Regions from separate parts of the Zea mays genome. Here regions 2 and 3 are each linked to region 1. A link is a contact called in public Hi-C data. All regions are on one chromosome and are shown on one strand. Each heading gives the region's core, a stretch centred on a gene start, on an enhancer-like site or on the middle of the called end of the contact. The rest is flanking DNA. Distances are from core to core; before and after follow the strand shown. Region 1 holds the start of LOC103643676. Region 2 holds the start of LOC103643685 (RING-H2 finger protein ATL39). Region 3 holds the start of mbd115 (methyl binding domain 115).

Region 1 (2,639 bases), core at 58-2,557:
TAATCTCGTGAAAAGTTCTAGATTAGCATGATTGCACAAGGAGCCCCCGGCCGATAATTTCGTGTCGCAATGAATGATAGGATGCCATGGTCCATGGACGATCGACGCGACAGGGTAGCTGAGAACTTGGAGATGGAATTACTACCGAAAGCAAATATATAGATCGCGTGCGTCCTTAACTGCATCGCTTAGCCGGCCTATGAGTTGCAGTAGTGATTAGCCTCTCGTACCGCTAGCAGGTGCACGTACGGGGCCGTCTCACCAGCAAAGCAAGCAGAGGCGAAAGAGAAACGTACGGATCCATACTATTTGATTTGTTGGACAAAAGGAAACACGTTGAAAACAAACGACGTTATAATTCTTCCGAACACGGGACGGACTCATTCCATTAGGTAGTGTTTGGTTGAGGAGCCAAGTATAACGGAGCCGTTCCATTCCTGATTCTAGGAACGGAGCCGCTTTGTTCTGTGTTTGGTAATCTGGAACGGAGCGGTTCTGTTTTTTGTTTGGTTGCAGAGTAAACGGAACGGAGCGTGACTGTGAGAGCGGGATTGGAACGGAGCGGCTCCGTCCCATTGATTTTTTGGAGCGGAATGATTCCGGACCTGAGGAGAATATTTCCTAATTGGAGCCATTCCGTTCTAGTTACTTTGTAACCAAACAACAACAAAATTGGGACAGAACGATTCCGTTATACTTGGCTCTTCAACCAAACACTACCTTAGTCATTTAAAAACTAAAAAAAAAGTTGCAAATCTGTCACGTGCTGCTTACGTGGATGGGTCTATTTGATTTGTTCACATAGATACTGTTTAGCTTTGATTCCTCATACCAAAAGTGCTGCCTTCGTGCAGAAAAAGTATCCGTCTCTCTCTCATTGGCCGCCATTCATCCTTCGGTCTGACTGATCGGCAGCCCATACAGCGAGCACGAGCAGCGCATGCAACGCGCATACATGGGAGAGCGGCCCGGCCCACGCATTCGAGAGTGGAGGCCCATGAGTTTCCACGGGCCACCGCATCTCTCTCCCCAGGTACGTGTGTTTCTTTTCCTTTTTATATCTACACATTTCCTTTTTATTTTTCTTTCCTGTCCTTTCTTTACATTTATTCTATTTATTTCTTATTTATGCGACCGTTGAGATTCCGCGGCTTCGTCGAGCTTGGACGGTAGAGTGAGATGGAGACACAGTTGAGACTTCGCAGAAGACGACGGCGACAGGTGGCGAAGTAGCGTGGTGTCGTGTCGTGGACTAGTGGGTGTTTGATGGGCCCATTCATGCGACCGTGAATTGAGGTTTGCGGGCCGTTCGATGCAACCGGGCGGAGCAAATCACGGAACTGTAGAAGTATATTTTGGACAACCGTGGAGCATCCGATTCCCCCAGATCCACCGTGGTGCTCCTCCGCCCGCGCCAGGTCACCTCATGTCCGCAACGGCTACCCCCCTCAATTTGAATACCCCAGCCGGCCACCTCCTCGCGACCTCGCCTCCCCGACCAACAGCCTCCACCTCCTCCTCTCCCACCGCACCATGGCCGCCGCCTCTCCCCCCACCTCCTCATCTCCCCCTCCTCCCAGAGCAGCCGACGGTGACGGGGACGGGGTTGGGTGCGGTGCCGCCCGCTGCTCCTCGCCCACGCCCGCGCAACGCAGGAGGACCTCCCCCAACCACAGCGGCGGGAGCTCCCGTAAGGTTCGCTCGCCCCCATCCATCTTATTTCGTACCTAACGCTTTGGCGATTTCGCGCTGTTTGGTTCTCCGGGTTCTCGGCTCGATGCTTGGCGCGCGGTTGTTGTCGGAGGAATCGAGGTCTTTGCGTGGCCTTGGCGTGCGAGTAGGGGATCTGGTTTCGGCTGTTGGATCTGGATTGGAGTGATGCGGTCATACGATTTGTTTTGTCCAAATCCACCCGGTTTCTATCAATTATCTGGTCTCGTTGCCCGGGATCGCCAAAATCATGTCTGGTCAAACCCTATTTCTGTTCTGCAGATTACAGTCCGATGGAGCAGTTAGATTACGAATTATTTGATGCGCTATTTATACGCACCATTTTCAGTCCTTTAGGCTTCAATTTCGTAAGATAAGATGTCCTGTGGGTTAACTGATATCATCATGTGGTTTGTACTTTGTACCAGGACTAATTTAGAGCTGGATCAAGTATGGCTGTATGGGTCCTTGTGAATGCACGCTTCTTTTATTCATGCACAGAAAAAAAAGGAGTCATAATGCCCATGTGTCTGTATCAGTTACGTGGTTGCAATCACTGATGTTTTTCTAATATCAAAAGTTACGTGGTTGCCTTTTTACTGTCCAGTTCCTTGGCCTCAAACGTGATTATAGCATTTGGACATGTAGCTTCATATATATTGAGGTTAGATAAATATATCTCTAGAAATGGCAGTGTGATGTTTTAGTTCTTTTTTTTCCTTAAAGAAAGTAGCTGTCAACCAATATAATAGATGAAAATTGTGACACAACCGTGAAATTAAGTGTTTCTATGATTGGAGTAGTCCATTGTTGCCAGAAAGTACTGTTACTAACTTTGAAGGTGTATTTCTTCCCCTTGTTTTGTGTGAGATACTGAAATGTACCACCATATACTACAATTCATGATTATCACTTTGTGAGCTGATTAA
Region 2 (2,639 bases), core at 50-2,549, 810 kb before region 1:
CACTGGTTTTAGAACTTCCATAGCAGTTTTGTTAGATGAGGCATTATCGAGCACAATAGCAAAGATTTTATCAGTAATTCCATAATCGTTAGCAACCAGTTCAACACGCTCAGCAATGTTATAACCTGTATGAGCTACCTCAATTGGTCTAAGACCAAGCAACCTCTTTTCTAAACACCAATCAGAGTTCACAAAATGAGCAACAACACTGATGTAATCCTCTTTTGCCTTGCCAGACCAAATGTCAGATGTAAGTGCAATAGATGAAACAGATTTGAGTACATTAATAAGTTGTTCAGCACAATCATTAAAAAGCCTAATTGAGTCTCTAGCAGTAGTTTGCCTAGAGGACTTAACAAACCGAGGATTATGAGCACGAGTAATATATTCTTGAAATGCACTACATTCACCAAAACACAGAGGTAGGTCTAGTCTAGCAATCATACGACAAAGCTAAGTCCTTGCAACAGATGGAGAGTACTCCCAGTGCACAACAGATCCATTAGCATTAAACTTAAGCATGAATTGAGATCTACCAGTTTTTTCTTTATCTTTCTTAGCGGGGCAAAGTTCTAGGTGACGGATCAAGTGTCCAGTTCTAGAAGAAGATTTAGCAGGTAGGGTGTGCTTGCAGTGAAGGCAAATGGCGGAAATCCTTACCTCCCTGCTTCTCCGTAACTTCCTCAAAATGCAACCAAACCTTAGAGGTCGGTCCCTGCCTCCTGGAGCGCTTACCAGGGGAAACGACAGGGAGAGGAAAGAACAGTTACGGACGAGCAGATCGAGAGACGAGGGGAGCGGACGAGCGGGACAGTGATGAAGACTCGCCGGCAACCGTCAACGCCGGGACGGGAGGCGAGGAGAAGGCGGCGACGGTGGAGCAGACGACTAGTGGAGGCACCAGGCGGCGCATATGCGAGGGGAGAGGGAGAGCCGCTAGGGTTTCGTGAGCAGGCGAGTGCGGCGCGTATGCGAGGGGGCGCGTGGAAACTGGGAATGGGAAAATATCCCCTCGCACCCCTTCCCTCTCTCCCCTGTAAATGCCGACCCGGGCTCTAGTCGGGCCTGCCCGTTAACCAGGCCCGTGCTCGTGCCTTCACCGTGGGCCGGCATCGAGGCCCAAGCACGGCACGGGAGGCGTGCCGGACTGGCACGGGCACGGCCGCCGTCGTGCTGGGCCGGGTATGGGCCGTGCCAACGCGTGCCGAGCCACGTGCCGCCCAACGGGCCGGCCCAGTATAGACATGTATAGGCATGACGGACGAAGAACGCAGGAAATCATCCGAGGCTTTCGGCGAACAACCCACCTCTCCTTCTGTGACTGACGACAACTGAGGCTTGTCAGTTGTCACACGCATGAACATTTGTCAACGAGCTGAGCTTATATACATATAGAACACGAACAGTAATAGCGGCAGATGTGCACCAACGGCCAAGACAACCGCTCGTCACCGCGCAGCATCAGGCAAGCAAACGGCATGACCTCCGACGCGGCCTTTGTGCTGGAGATGGCCGCCGTGGTCTGCTTGGCGGTGCTCATCGTCGCCATCGTCGCCGCCGCCGCGGGCGCCTGTGAGCTGCCCGTCGCCCGCGCCGCCGCGGTGCACGACGTTGAGCAGGCGCTCGGGCCCGGCACGCTCATGCCGTACGGCCAGGCGAAGGCGGCCGCCGGAAAGACAGGGAGCGCGTCGCCGGGCGGCGTCGGCGAGGAGGAGGCGCCTTGTTGCGCCATCTGCCTGTCCGAGTACGCCGAGGGCGACGAGATGGTGCGGGTGCTGCCGGCGTGCGGCCACTTCTTCCACGCCGACTGCCGCATCGACTGGTGGCTCCGGCAGCGCGGGACGTGCCCGGTCTGCCGCGGTGGACTGCTGCCGCTGCCGCCGAGGCCGGAGTGTCCGCTCATGCCGCCGCGACCGGCCGGCGCTGCGGTGGTCCGAGGCAGGGGGTGAATCAGCTCTATTGTCTGTTCTCACATAGTTGATTATTCTTTTTTGATTGCCACATACGTACTTGTTAGGAGCTAGTTTGCAGAGGAGATACACAATCTCTGTCAGGTTAATCAGAGGCCTTTACCTTTTAAAAAAGTCACTGTAACCATTTTCTGAAAAAGGGGGGAAAATCGTAAAAGTGTTCCTTTCTATTATTTTTCGACTATGATTTGCGAGACACTTTACCTGTCCCTGCTCAGGTTAGTTGACTAGCGTTTGATCTCGGACCAAAGTCCAGCTAAACCAGGGAAACTTTGGCTGCGCCATCTGCAGGAGAGTGATGCTGAATCCAGGACCGTCGATTCGTGCACGGTGCACCCTGACCCTGGCCTGTTATGGTTTGGCAGCATGGCCGCATGGGCATGCACAAGCTTCTTACTTGCTGTGGACCGGACCCTCACAATCTTCTGAGCATCGGGCCATCGGCTCGTCGTCTCTGGACCGGAGCATTTCTTGTTAGGATTCTTGTTAGGATCTTTTATGCGAGGCTTGAGGCTTTGTTTTGGACGATGAAGACGACTGACAGGCTTCGTGATGGCAGATTCATACACTTGCACTTTGGCAGGACGATCGGATAGTATTGCCCTGCCTTGAATTTTTGCAGCAACAGAGTTTAATCCAGGTTGGATTTGGATAGAACTTGAAGTTACC
Region 3 (2,639 bases), core at 64-2,563, 790 kb before region 1:
TACAATGAAGTTATTTGCATTCCACATACCAGAGAAGGCCAGTATAGAGGATTACAGGTGAGCCCATGATTTCCAGTTTCCTTTAAGGCTTTAAGGCTTTAAATGAAAGAAACTAGACCTATTCGCATCTGACTGGTGGCTTAGAATTGAGGTTTCCAGGCGTGTGCAGCAAGAAATCTCATGATTTTCTTGAAGAAAACCCGAGGAAAACGACAAACTTTGTTTTGACGCCATTTCAAGAAAAAAGACATTGTTTTAAAAGCTAAAATTCCCTGCATCAAGTTCATCTATGCTGCTTCATTCCAACTCATTGTTGTATAGCGCTGATTAAAACTTAGGAGTTAGGAAAGAAAGCATTGAACAGAGGCTTCCTTAAATTGTCATAAATTTAAGAAATTGCTGGAGTTAGAATCATAGAAACTTATCCAATCAAATCACCTGAGTCCCGAGGATAGCCCATAGTTGGAAGTTGGAACATCGAACAGGCTTTAAGAGACATAACATGAGATAAAATAGATTGCACAGCGATGGCAAACAATGTTAGGATCCACCCATACTGCTTTGTAAGGACCAAATAAGAACTAAAACACACTATCAAGAGCTATAAAGTCTAAAGTTACTTGTACAGTGCAAAAACGGCCATGTTCTGTTCGTCCAAAAACAAAGGGCAAACGTAGCATCCCGGACTACAGCTAAAAATCGGCTCCCAATCCAACGGGCAACGGCATGGAGAACCTAATACATCTACAGAAATGGACTCAGAATCAGATGCTGCAATAGGGAGAGCTACAAAACTCCAGTCTACTACACTCGCACTCGCACCCGCACACGGGTTGGGACTCGGATGTTGCAAGCCAATCACAAACTCGAACAGTGAGCTCAAATCAAGCTCCTAACCTATAGCTGTGTTCGCATGACCTTAAGACTAAGCAAAACAAGAAACGCCCCCGCGAACGACATGAATCAATCGAGCCCGAAACCCTAGAACTCGACGCCCCCAGCTCCGACCGCTCGGTGAGGAAGAACCGCAACGGAATTCGCAGAGACGGAGCCCGAACCCCACGGATCCGAGCGCTAGCAGGCCCCTGGAGTCCTCGGAACCGCAACACCCGGGCCCGAAGCAAGCAGCGGGCGGAGAGCATGCGGGGAAATTGGAAGGGGCCGGCCAAGCGGGAAGTAAAGGCAAACCTTCTTCGTCCAGCCTGAGGGTGCGGGGAGCTCGGTTGTGCTGGCCGCCTTCTTCTCCGGCGTCTCCTCGACCGCCGCCGCCACGTGCTCCGGGCCGGTTGCCATCCCGCTCGCCGAGTTTCGAGTTTCCTCTTCCCGCTCTCGCTGTCGCAATTCGCAAAGGCCTGATACTGAATTGGGGAATGGGTTGGTTGGACTTGGAACGTAGGGGCTCGGTGACGGCAGAAATAACGGCCTGCACGCTAAACGTCTCGGCCACGCAGACGGCGTGAGCGACTGCAAGCGCACCTGGACCCGGTGGATGAACTCGTGAGACCGTTTCGGCAGATCTGTGCGGAGCTCGACAGTGTCGGGATCGTGGACCAGGTGCAGGATCTACTCTCGGGAGACCGCTGGAGGTAAACGGCGGGACCGAGATGGTAGCAGAAAACCGTATTGCATTCCGCGAGCCTGGACGATTCTAGCCCGCTGTTGTGCGATAGGCGGTGCGCTGTGCACAGAGCGAACAGCGAAGTACGATACTCTAGCCGGCGGAAGGCATAGACCGTTGACAAGTGGGACTGACCTTGGACTTGGAGGGCCCAAGCCCCAAGCATGGGAAGCCGGACTCGTCAGCGGTGGAAACGTGACGAGTTCTAATTAGTTTGGAGCTTGATCACTCAAGGATCAAGACTTGCTGGTTCCACGTATTAGGCTATGGCTGCATATCGTCTATACTGAGGGCACCGTAACTGAGGGCTGCAGAGTATGAGGCCGCACCGGACCCCAAAATCAGAGGACCCCTTAGTTACTGAACGTTAGTACTTTTTTTTTTGTTAAACATGTCGGTATCTTGAAACAGGGGTATCCCTGGTTACAAGGTATAGACGTCGTGCCGGCGGTAAAGCCTCTAGTTACGTGGCAAACGGCTTACCGTCGTGCAACATCAGCCGCCTTGGGGTCGCCATACGGCCAAGGGAAAAAGCGTGCTCCGGATACACGCAGTAGGTCCGGGCCTGCCACGTGGAAAGCACCGGACCCCGTGCATAACGAGCGGACCTCCGAGAAGGATCCCAGACCCTTCTGTGTGGGGTCCGGACAGATAACCACCGGGTCCCAGGATTCTGGGGCAGGGAATACTCGGGCCCCGCCCTGGAAGGGGTCCGGTGTTGGCACGTGTCCGGGGCTTGCACCACGCTCCCCGCTCGGACAGAGACCCGCTGCTGCCGCGTGGCTTGTGGCTCATGACATAAGCCGACCGACGGAGTCTGACGTCAGGCCACTGAGGTCGCGCGGTCTCCGCATTTATTGCGGAGAGGACGCGCCGCCTGCCACCAAGCCGACGGATGATGTGCCCCTCGGCATTTAATGTGTCCAGTCCACTCCGCTGGCAGACAACGTCAGACGACGCGCCTGTCCAATCTATCATCGAACAATGCGCCCGTGCCATGCGGCGCATCGCGCTCATTATC

Evidence for each region. Hi-C and Micro-C count contacts between places; a contact is called where the count stands out from the background.
Region 2: a Hi-C map of tassel shows a contact between it and region 1, with 2.2 times the contacts expected there. The contact joins the promoter of LOC103643685 here to the promoter of LOC103643676 in region 1. A contact is called at or near these places in 2 of 25 Hi-C or Micro-C datasets (bundle sheath and tassel).
Region 3: a contact with region 1 is called in a Hi-C map of leaf, with 5 times the contacts expected there. The contact joins the promoter of mbd115 here to the promoter of LOC103643676 in region 1. A contact is called at or near these places in 2 of 25 Hi-C or Micro-C datasets (bundle sheath and leaf).

The regions. Positions count from the first base shown.
Region 1 is chr1:255,422,076-255,424,714 of Zm-B73-REFERENCE-NAM-5.0, reverse strand. It overlaps LOC103643676, which reads left to right and starts at 1,307. Exons shown (of 5, transcript XM_020546824.2): 1 at 1,307-1,695. The coding sequence starts at 1,534.
Region 2 is chr1:256,233,090-256,235,728 of Zm-B73-REFERENCE-NAM-5.0, reverse strand. LOC103643685 (RING-H2 finger protein ATL39) reads left to right here and starts at 1,299. Exons shown (of 1, transcript XM_008666867.3): 1 at 1,299-2,143. The coding sequence starts at 1,419. The coding sequence ends at 1,949.
Region 3 is chr1:256,216,555-256,219,193 of Zm-B73-REFERENCE-NAM-5.0, reverse strand. mbd115 (methyl binding domain 115) reads right to left here and starts at 1,313. Exons shown (of 3, transcript NM_001111821.2): 1 at 1,189-1,313. The coding sequence starts at 1,293.